2 separate regions of the Ovis aries genome follow, and region 2 is linked to region 1. The links are chromatin contacts, called in public Hi-C maps. All regions are on one chromosome and are shown on one strand. Each heading gives the region's core, a stretch centred on a gene start, on an enhancer-like site or on the middle of the called end of the contact. The rest is flanking DNA. Distances are from core to core; before and after follow the strand shown.

Region 1 (5,206 bases), core at 1,019-3,518:
CACACATACACACATACCACAATGAACACAATGAAACCTTCCTTCTCAGAGGAAAATTGCAGTGATCCATCTCCTAGCAATCTATGAGAAGGGCATCACCCAGGAAGGACAGATTTCTGCTGCCCCCATGGCAACTGGCCACTGTCCTCACTGGCCTGAGCCCTGGGTCCATCAGCTGCTCTTTGTGGATGATAGAGTATGGGCTGGCAAGTCGGTGATTTTCCACTGGAGAAGCTAAGAAAGGGGCTCACCCCACCCCACCCCTACTTCCCTAGTCACTCTGGCTCTCTCTCAGGACAGCTTGCATCTTAGCCGAACGTGACGAAAGAAAGTTGGCCCCAGAGGTGTCTCCGAGTGTCTCTGCCCAGAACTAGAGAGAAGTTTTTGGCAGGACTTCCAAGCTACAAGCAAATTCCTAACAGGGTTTGGCAGATCACAAACAATTAGGTGACTGCACTCTATAATCAGCCCACGGGGACGGCGAGGCTGTGTGACAGCCAGATTTCTGGTGAAATGTTGCTTTGGTTGGAACCAAGGAGCTTTTCCTTCAGCATCCCCAGGCCTCAAGGAAGCTGGAAGGAACACCAGAACTGCTTATCTGGGGCAAATCTGGATTGTCAGCGATCACAGAGGAGCTTCAAAATGGCAACCATGCCAAGTCTACCAGGTCTCCCAAACCCACAGGGATTGTCTGCTGGGAGAGAGGCACACTGCGTCCTTGAAGGCAAAGAGCCCCCCTTTGCATCTTGTTCCAAACCTATGGAAACTGTGAGGCCTGGTAGCTAATCAGCTTTCCTAGCAGCAGGGAGAAGTGAGCTGAATGCTCTGTGGGCCTGGTGCCTGCCTCCAAGTCACAGGGAATCAAGTCCAAAATGGAGAGACTTCCTCTGACTTGCAGCCACAGGAATTATCCACACCTTCCAAGAGGGCTCCTTCCCAGGTCAGGGGTTGGGAGGGAGGCTGTGAACCATCTGTGAGTAGTGGGTGTGCCTCAGCTGGGCTTTTCCAAGGGCAGCCCCCACAGAGGGCCTCAGGGCCAGAGTACAGAGGTCCACCTGGGTACCCTGGCATGGGGCCTGTCCGCAGCCTTCGGAGCACTCTGCACGCACCCAGGTCTGCTACCCAGATGTGACGGCAACTTGACCTTCCCAGCCATCGCTCGCCACATTTCCCCAGACAGGAGAGACCAGGGACTCCAATTTGCCCACGGTCCCTTCAGGTCCAATGGCAGATGGGCTGCCCCCTAGTGGAGCACAGGCTCTGACAAAGGTGGAAGAGATGATTCTGGCACTTCCTAAACGGACCGCAAGTCAGTTCACAAAAATGGAGAATGAAAACAAGAAACCTATTAGGTTGCAATCTCTTTGGGGAGGGACTCCGTTTCTAAAGGGAGCTTACATGCCATGGAAACAAATCCCAGAAGCCCAGTTTCAGCTTATTAGCGCTAAATTGGCCACAGCAAATGAGCACTGCAATTGTCAGTGACCTGAGGTTTTATAAGCACACTGGGACTGTTTGCAGAGATTTTACATGCTCCCTGCTGAGCAGCTGTGGGGAGGCAATGAGACCCGCTATTCCATTTCCAAAGCCCAGAATAGCAATGAAGCCACCCCATGGTGCCCCTCCATGCAAGGGTCTCCCAGGGCCAGAGGCTTCCTTGCAATCTTTGCCCTACACCTTAGCTTTATTGAAAAGGCAAGAACCAGAAGTAAAAGGAGCCTTCATATCTGTTAAAAATGGATTTGGAAGAGCCGTAGTTTGGCAGGGTAATGGTGAGAGTGGCCCATGAAATTTAGTGCTAAGGGGCAAGAGAGAGTGTCTAGTCTAGTCCCCAGCACTACGACAGGGTAGGGGGAGGAAGGCATGGATGACTGTTGAAGTGAGCGGAAAACTATCCTCTTGCCAATAGTACACAGCAGGGAACTCTGGCAGGGAACAAAGTCCAAAGATGCCTTATTTTGTTATTATTTTCTGTCTTCTCTCATTAAACATTATCTTTTGTGGAGTTTACATCCTAAAGACAGATGAAAAATATGTGCATGCATGCTTCCAGTAATTAAATATCTGATCGATTCTGGGAAGGAAATAAGCAAGAGGTTGAGGAGTAAATGGGAGCCTGTGGAGACTGGTGAGGAGGGTGTCTGGAGCAGGCATGACAGTGAGGGTGGAAGTGACGTCTCTGAGAGAAGCAGGAGAAGAGGGCGTTGCAGGCCAGGGGACAGTGAGTGGCGAGTTTGTGAGAGAGGAGAGAGCGCCGATGCTTCTGGCAGTGAAATAAAGCCTTAAGTGAGGAGAGAGGCACGGCATCAAGTTACGGAGCTGGGCAGATGCTCAGTCAGGCAGAGTGCTGTTGCAAGAGTTTTTTTAATGTTCCTTCTTGAAATTCTGTTTCTTCACGGCTATAAAATAACAGTATTGTGGTTCGTCACCGAGCACTCTTCGTCAACTCATCTTTCTACACACACACGCACACACACACTGTTGAGGGTTGTTGTGGCTGGATTCTTTACCATTTGTTCTCTCTGTCCTCCATTGCTCTGAGCCACTCTGTGGTATAACGGTTCTTTGCTCAGTTCAGTTCAGTCGTTCAGTCGTGTCCAACTCTTTGAGACCCCATGAATCGCAGCACGCCAGGCCTCCCTGTCCATCACCAACTCCCGGAGTTCACTCAGACTCACGTCCATCGAGTCCATGATGCCATCCAGCCATCTCATCCTCTGTCGTCCCCTTCTCCTCCTGCCCCCAATCCCTCCCAGCATCAGGGTCTTTTCCAATCAGTCAACGCTTCACATGAGGTGGGCAAAGTATTGGAGTTTCAGCTTTAGCATCATTCCTTCCAAAGGAATCCCAGGGCTGATCTCCTTCAGAATGGACTGGTTGGATCTCCTTGCAGTCCAAGGGACTCTCAAGAGTCTTCTCCAACACCACAGTTCAAAAGCATCAATTCTTTGGTGCTCAGCTTTCTTCACAGTCCAACTCTCACATCCATACATGACCACAGGAAAAACCATAGCCTTGACTAGATGGACCTTTGTTGGCAAAGTAATGTCTCTGCTTTTCAATAGACTATCTAGGTTAGTCATAACTTTTCTTCCAAGGAGTAAGCGTCTTTTAATTTCATGGCTGCAATCACCATCTGCAGTGATTTTGGAGCCCAAAAAATAAAGTCTGTCACTTTTTCCACTGTTTCCCCATCTATTTCCTATGAAGTGATGGGACCAGATGCCATGATCTTTGTTTTCTGAATGTTGAGCTTTAAACCAACTTTTTCACTCTCCACTTTCACTTTCATCAAGAGGTTTTTTAGCTCCTCTTCACTTTCTGCCATAAGGGTGGTGTTATCTGCATATCTGAGGTTATTGATATATCTCCCAGCAATCTTGATTCCAGCTTGTGCTTCTTCTAGCCCAGTGTTTCTCATGATGTACTCTGCATATAAGTTAAATAAGCATGGTGATAATATACAGCCTTGACATAGTCCTTTTTGGAACCAGTCTGTTGTTCCATGTCCAGTTCTAACTGTTGCTTCCTGACCTGCATATAGGTTTCTCACGAGGCAGGTCAGGTGGTCTGTATTCCCATCTCTTTCAGAATTCTCCACAGTTTATTATGATCCACACAGTCAAAGGCTTTAGGATAGTCAATAAAGAAGAAATAGATGTTTTTCTGGAACACTCTTGCTTTTCCAATGATCCAGCAGATGTTGGCAATTTGATCTCTGGTTCCTCTGCCTTTTCTAAAACCAGCTTGAACATCAGGAAGTTCACGGTTCATGTATTGCTGAAGCCTGGCTTGGAGAATTTTGAGCATTACTTTACTAGCATGTGAGATGAGTGCAATTGTGCAGTAGTTTGAGCATTCTTTGGCATTGCCTTTCTTTGGGATTGGAATGAAAACTGACCTTTTCCAGTCCTGTGGCCACTGCTGAGTTTTCCAAATTTGCTGGCATACTGAGTGCAGCACATTCACAACATCATCTTTCAGGATTTGAAACAGCTCAGCTGGAATTCCATCACATCCACTAGCTTCCAGCTTGTGCTTCTTCCAGCCCAGCATGTCTCATGATGTACTCTGCATAGAAGTTAAATAAGCAGGGTGACAACGTAATGATGCTTTCTAAGGCCCACTTGACTTCACATTCTAGGATTTCTGGCTCTAGGTGAGTGATCACACCATCGTGATTATCTTGATCTTGAAGATCTTTTTTGTATAGTTCTTCTGTGTATTCTTGCCACCTCTTCTTAATATCTTCTGCTTCTGTTAGGTCCATACCATTTCTGTCCTTTATCGAGCCCATCTTTGCAGGAAATATTCCCTTGGTTTCTCTAATTTTCTTGAAGAGATCTCTAGTCTTTCCCATTCTGTTGTTTTCTTCTATTTCTTTGCACTGATCACTAAAGAAGGCTTTCCTATCTCTTCTTGCTATTATTTGGAACTCTGCATTCAGATGCTTATATCTTTCCTTTTCTCCTTTGATTTTCGCTTCTCTTCTTTTCACAGCTATCTGTAAGGCCTCCTCAGACAGCCATTTTGCTTTTTTGCATTTCTTTTCCATTGGGGATGGTCTTGATCCCTGTCTCTGTACAAAGTCATGAACCTCTGTCCATAGATCATCAGGCACTCTATCAGATCTAGTCCCTTAAATCTATTTCTCACTTCCACTGTATAATCATAAGGGATTTGATTTAGGTCATACCTGAATAGTCTAGTGGTTTTCCTACTTTCTTCAATTTCAGTCTGAATTTGGCAATAAGGAGTTCATGATCTGAGCCATAGTCAGCTCCTGGTATTGTTTTTGTTGACTGTATAGAGCTTCTCCATCTTTGGCTGCAAAGAATATAATCAATGTGATTTCGATGTTGACCACCTGGTGATGTCCATGTGTAGAGTCTTCTCTTGTGTTGTTGGAAGAGGGTGTTTGCTATGACCAGTGCGTTTTCTTGGCAAAACTCTATTAGTCTTTGCCCTGCTTCATTTCGTATTCCAAGGTGAAATTTGCCTGTTACTCCAGGTGTTTCTTGGCTTCCTAGTTTTGCATTCCAGTCCCCTATAATGAAAAGGACATCTTTTTTGGGTGTTAGTTCTAAAAGGTCTTGTAGGTCTTCATAGAACCGTTCAACTTCAGCTTCTTCAGCCACCAGTCACATCCACAACTGGGTATTGTTTCTGCTTTGGCTCCATCCCTTCATTCTTTCTGGAGTTATTT
Region 2 (5,206 bases), core at 1,138-3,637, 130 kb after region 1:
ATACCTAGGGCCCTCCTGTTTAGCGGGCGGGAAGGACACCTAGATCAGAATTACCTGCCAACAGAGAAGCCGGCATAGGCCTGACCTCCACTCAAGTTTAGTTTCCCCCTAAAACTAAAGTGGAGATGGAGGTTTGCTTCATCCTGGTCCCTGCAGGATCCCATAATGGTCCCATATAATTAGCCTAAAGACATCCCCTGCTGTTTGTTTGCCAAGAAAACAAGCAGAATGTGCTAGGAAAATAGAGGAGCTATTCAGCGGTAAATAGCAAGGAAAAGGTGGAAATGTTTGATCTCCTATATAGATATGGCTTTTGTGTTCTCCAAATAATTACTTTTGGTTTACTTTTTCTAAAAGACTTGATGGTTGGTTAAGAATGAACAATAAAATTAGATACTAAAAACAAACAAAGCTCTCAGGAGATGGAGCCAGTGTAAGAGAAACCCAAAGCCCTGGTGCTCACACTTAGTTGAAAAAAACAGACCTGAGTTTTGTCAGCCCTTCTGCGTCTATCAGACCTTTTCTCTTAACACCAATTAACTAAGAGAGGGGATCTCAAAGTCTGATGTAAAGCCTTTGATTTTCAGATAAAAGACCACATCAACTTTCAGAGGAAATTTCAGATATCATTACAGGTCTTATTGAAACTTCTTCCCAGCCTGTATCCCAGAAGAGTTTGAATCTTGTTTCTGCTAGATACAAATCAACAGCCCTGACGAAGATTGTGTCAGAGATGTCATTTAAAAACACTCATATTAAACCAAGAAGGTGGTGGCCAAATTAGAGACAATGTTTGACCCTCTCTCAATTTTCCACTGCTGCAAAGACAGAAACTAATAGCAAATCCTTCTTTATCATTCGTTCTCCTGTTTTTTAAGAGCAACAACTTATTTTAGCAGGTATTTCTTTCTTTTTTCTTTTTTCTTGCAAGGGTTTCAGAACATTGGCATGCAGCTGGTAACACAGAAGGAGAAAACAGAAACCACATCCGGAAGTAATCATCTCCCAGTCACTTTAATGGATTATAAATGTTAAAGAGCCCACCAATTAAATTAGCGTGATGGCGTTTCATAAAAAGTTCCATAAATCTTAAATGGAGGTAATGCTCTTCTCATTATACTTAGGGATGAGGAGATAGTAAGACCCAAGACCTTACTACACAACAGTAGCTTTGCTTCATTTCTTCTTGTGCCACCAAATTTAACAGACAATTTGAATAAAGCTATCGCCTCGCATACTCACATAAAATTGAGTTTTATTGCTAACTGGGGCATATTGAAAAGCGAGAGACTAATGGAGCCAAACTTCCCACAATGATTCAATCAATTTGATATCCTTTTAATTTTTTATTTATTTATTTATTTAGGAGAACAAGTCGCATCTTCCTCTGTTCGTATTCAACCAGTTGATAGTGGAAAGTTCTTATTTTTCCTCTTAAACTTGCAAATGGGATTCTTTATCTCCGAGGTCCAATCACCATTTCAAAGAGGAGATTTTTATTTTTAAGAGATTCTGTTTTTAATTGGCTACTTAGAAAGTCTATTTTGGAAAACATAGTTTCTCACTGGAGTTAATTTGATCTGTATGGCTCAAAAAAGGGCAAATTCTACCAGAAGGAAAAGAGTATGGACCCTGGAATGCAGTTACCTGGGGTAATAATACTTAGCAACTCGGGGAAGCAGAGGAAGTAGTTCCTCTTTAATATCTCAGCTCAGCCTGCCTTTTGTTATCACTACGCCAGTCTCATTATGTTCGGAAGCAATCACGTGCATCGGACAATTGCTTTTTAAGCACTAAGGAACTTGCTGCAGTAATTTGGTTGTTTCCAATCCTTCTCCAAATAAAGACATTCCTCTAACTTTATGAATTTTTTTTAAACTTAGAAACACATTTCCATGGACTCGATCAGCTTGTAGTGAAACTGTAAGAGAAGCAAAGACTGCAAAGGAGTTGGAAGAAATAAAGAGCCCTTTCCAACCTTTTGAAACGCCTGCAACAATAATGAACATATAATGCACAGGCAATAACCCTTCAGTCAAAAAGAAAGACAAACAGAAAAGAGAGCCTTGCATAGAAACTTGGGTGATTCTACACTTTAAATAATAAGGTGAGATGTCACAAAGTATTTTGTTATAGGTGATATCTGTTTAATTATAATTCTGTACACTACATTATGTGAGAATCTGAGCAAAGTTGGCTCTCTTTTTCTCTTTTTTTGCTTTAATCCACCCAGGTGTTGTGTTCAGAGATAGGGCTCTAAGTTGTTGGGGGACGTGAACGGCCGCAGGGAGTGAAGGATGAGGTCAACACTGAATCCTCTGTAGCAGAGGATCGTATTTACTCCGCTGCCTTCCGACCTTGTTGCTCTTTCCTGTAAGTCGAGTCTGCCCCCTCGTGGTGAAAGTGAGAGGCTGCGCTCACTTCCCAGGACGCCTTCCTCTTCTAGGTCAGTGAGAGGGTATTGGGAGCAACTGGTCCCTTCACCACCATCCTGTCCTTGAGCTGCTTTTCATTGCTTCTCCCCCCTCTGTTCTCTGTTCCCCTTTTCTTCTCTTACTGCTTCCTTTTGTCTCCTTCCCTCCCCTTGCATTCCAGAGCCATCCACAATATTATTTACCAGCCCAGGCATGAGAGCTAAAATTGCTGCAGACCCTCTGCCTAGGGAGAGGATCTGAACTCTGATTTAAGGAATTCAGACAATTTCAATAAATCATTAAATAACCGTCACCCCAAAGAGTAATACCATGTCATCAAGAGCTAAACAGACACTGAACAGGAAATTGGGAGACATGGATTTCTCTGGCCTTAGCCTTATCCCTGGAATATGATATGGATGTAACGTGTGTATGAAAACCAAGAAACCTGGACATAAGCACAACTTAATAGAGAAGCAGGAAGCAGGAAGATAAAGGGGGTTTCTCTGCCCTCAGCACAGAAAAGCAAAAGGGCACACAACTGTCATATCCACCCGCTCCTCAGCAAACCACTCCAAACACACAATCTAAGTAAACGAAAGCAATGTTCACTATGTAAAGGCAGCCTCAAGATAAAGCTTCTTGTTCCCCTCATGGACCTGTTCCAATCAGCCTGACACCCATGGGGCCATCCTGAGCAACCAATCCATCTGGAGTATCATTTCCATCCTATTTCTATCCATTTTCTACACAGAAATTTTTAAAAATTACATTTCTTCAAATATACCTTCAAAGGTATGAACCTTCGAAGGTATATTGCCTTCATTGTCTGTGCCTTGTACATTCAGAATCTCTCTCTCTCTCTCTCATACACACACACCCACACACCCTCAAGTCCTCTACTCTAGCCACACTTCTCTCCTGGGTTTCCCCCCACAGCCCTCTCTTTCTCTCCTCCATGTTTTTTCATTTGCTCTTTTCCAGCTTAGATTGTTCTGACTCAAGGCTCACGGCCTTTTGTGAAGTTTGCATCAGTGCAAGGCCCTTTTTATTTTATAAAACTGCATTAGTGCACAGAACAGGACATGTCACCCAGGGAGATGTAAGTTGAGGGCACTTCCATACCCATAGAAAAGTCTCATGTTGAGGTAAAATATATATATTTTAAAACAACTGTAATTTATGCAGCTATTAATCTTCCAAGGCAAGTGGTAGGGTACGGTGAAATGTTCATAAGCTAACAAGAAAAAACTCAGGTGGCTTATGCCATTGCCAGAATCCTGAGATGGAATTACAGCCCCATAACTCAAAGTTGCCAGCTCTTTCCATTCCCTAATGGAGGTTCTGAAGGACGGGACTCCTGTTCACTTTCCCTGTTTACTCTCTAGCTTCTGCTCTTCTTCCAAGAAGCCCCCTACATACTTCCTGATCTACCTCGGAGGCAAAAAGTGTGACAGTTATTAAGCTGCTTCTTTGTTGAAGAAATGCAGAAAGAGGTCTCTGTAACCTCCCAATCCAAGGACTTGGGATAGGATCATGTGGCAAAACCTCTCTCACAGCAGATATGAATACAATAGAATGCCCACCTGGTGCCTCCAGATCTAGCCAGCATTGACCACTCCCAGGAGCAATAATACACGGTGCACAAAGCACTCACAGGTGAGGGAAGACCTAAATACCACTCAAGGATTACACTAAATGCCAGTTATTCATCTTTGGTTATTTCTCTAAGGGTAGTCGCCAGCCCCCTGCATCAGAATCACCAAGCATGCTTTGTCCTTCCCTCTGCCCAACTTTAGACCTGCTACACCAGGTGGATGAGGCCTACTGAGGGTCACCCAGGGAGTCCCACACCCTGATTTTATGAAAGGGAAACCGCTCCACAGAAATGACAAGAGTTCCAAATGGAGACAAGACTGGATTTTCTGACTCTCCATCCAGCACATCACACTGCCTTAAAGTCAGTTTCCAAACGCCCCTAAAGATGGCTTTGAGAGTTTCATAGTCCTTCGGGACGTACCTGTCACCCACAAAGCCCATTAACAATTTCTGGGAAATAAAAATAGAATCTGGATAATAAACTAAAATCTAACCTTTTTTTTTTTTTCCCTTTGTGCTTCATCTAATTTCACTTGCTCACTGGGCGCCTGGGGCAAAGGCCTCACACCTGGCCCTTCAGACCAGAGCTCCAAGTGAAGAACCGCCGTGCTGACACCTCAGCTTGGGGACCGTGTGCAGAAGCATCACGTATAGAAAGATGAGATTCAGGATGGCGGCAGTGCCCCTCGTGCAGAGGGGCTGCACCCGGCACTGAGGTCTGAAGCCTGAGCAGCCCAGCTGCACCTGCCCCGGGAGAGATCCGCCCCCTCCTTGAAGAGCCCCGCGGAAACCCTGTAAAGCAGCCTCGCCCATGGCCCGGCGGGAGGGTGGCTGCCCTAGAGCCCAAGCTGGCCCCTCTGCATTTCTCAAAGCATAAAGCTTCACTCCGCTCCTGAACCAAACGCGGTCTCATTCTACTGGCTCAAAGAACAACAGGCAGGAGAACCCTTGTTGCGTGCTCGCATGCTCAGTCATGTCTGACTGGTGACAACGCCTCTGTTTATGGAATTTTCCAGGCAAGAATCCTGGAATGGGTTGCTATTTCCTTCTCCAGGGGATCTTCCTGACCCAGGGATCGAAGCTGCATCTCCTGTGTCTCCTTCATTGCAGGTGGGTTCTTTACTGCTGAGCCCCCAGGGAGGCCTGAATCTTTGTTGAGACCTGATTCGAAAGGATCAGCAACAAGCCCTTGT

The links. A called contact is a pair of places that touch in the nucleus more often than the background predicts.
Region 2: a Hi-C map of tail adipose tissue shows a contact between it and region 1, with 11 times the contacts expected there. The contact joins two enhancer-like sites. A contact is called at or near these places in 9 of 16 Hi-C or Micro-C datasets (hypothalamus, mesenteric adipose tissue, mixed tissues and 5 more).

What each region holds. Positions count from the first base shown.
Region 1 is chr4:72,098,628-72,103,833 of ARS-UI_Ramb_v3.0, forward strand. The region is part of intron 2 of LOC132659744 (a long non-coding RNA gene); the gene reads right to left. Among named protein-coding and RNA genes, the nearest start is that of TRNAC-GCA, 98 kb to the right of the region's middle. Within about 2 kb of position 2,269, at least 4 of the 54 cell types and tissues checked have an H3K27ac peak or open chromatin away from gene starts, as enhancers often do. A contact at or near this core is called in hypothalamus, where this site is marked.
Region 2 is chr4:72,227,599-72,232,804 of ARS-UI_Ramb_v3.0, forward strand. LOC132659745 (a long non-coding RNA gene) reads left to right here. Exons shown (of 4, transcript XR_009600503.1): 2 at 932-1,099; 3 at 1,884-2,107; 4 at 2,234-3,506. Among named protein-coding and RNA genes, the nearest start is that of NPVF, 30 kb to the right of the region's middle. Within about 2 kb of position 2,388, at least 11 of the 54 cell types and tissues checked have an H3K27ac peak or open chromatin away from gene starts, as enhancers often do. A contact at or near this core is called in hypothalamus, where this site is marked.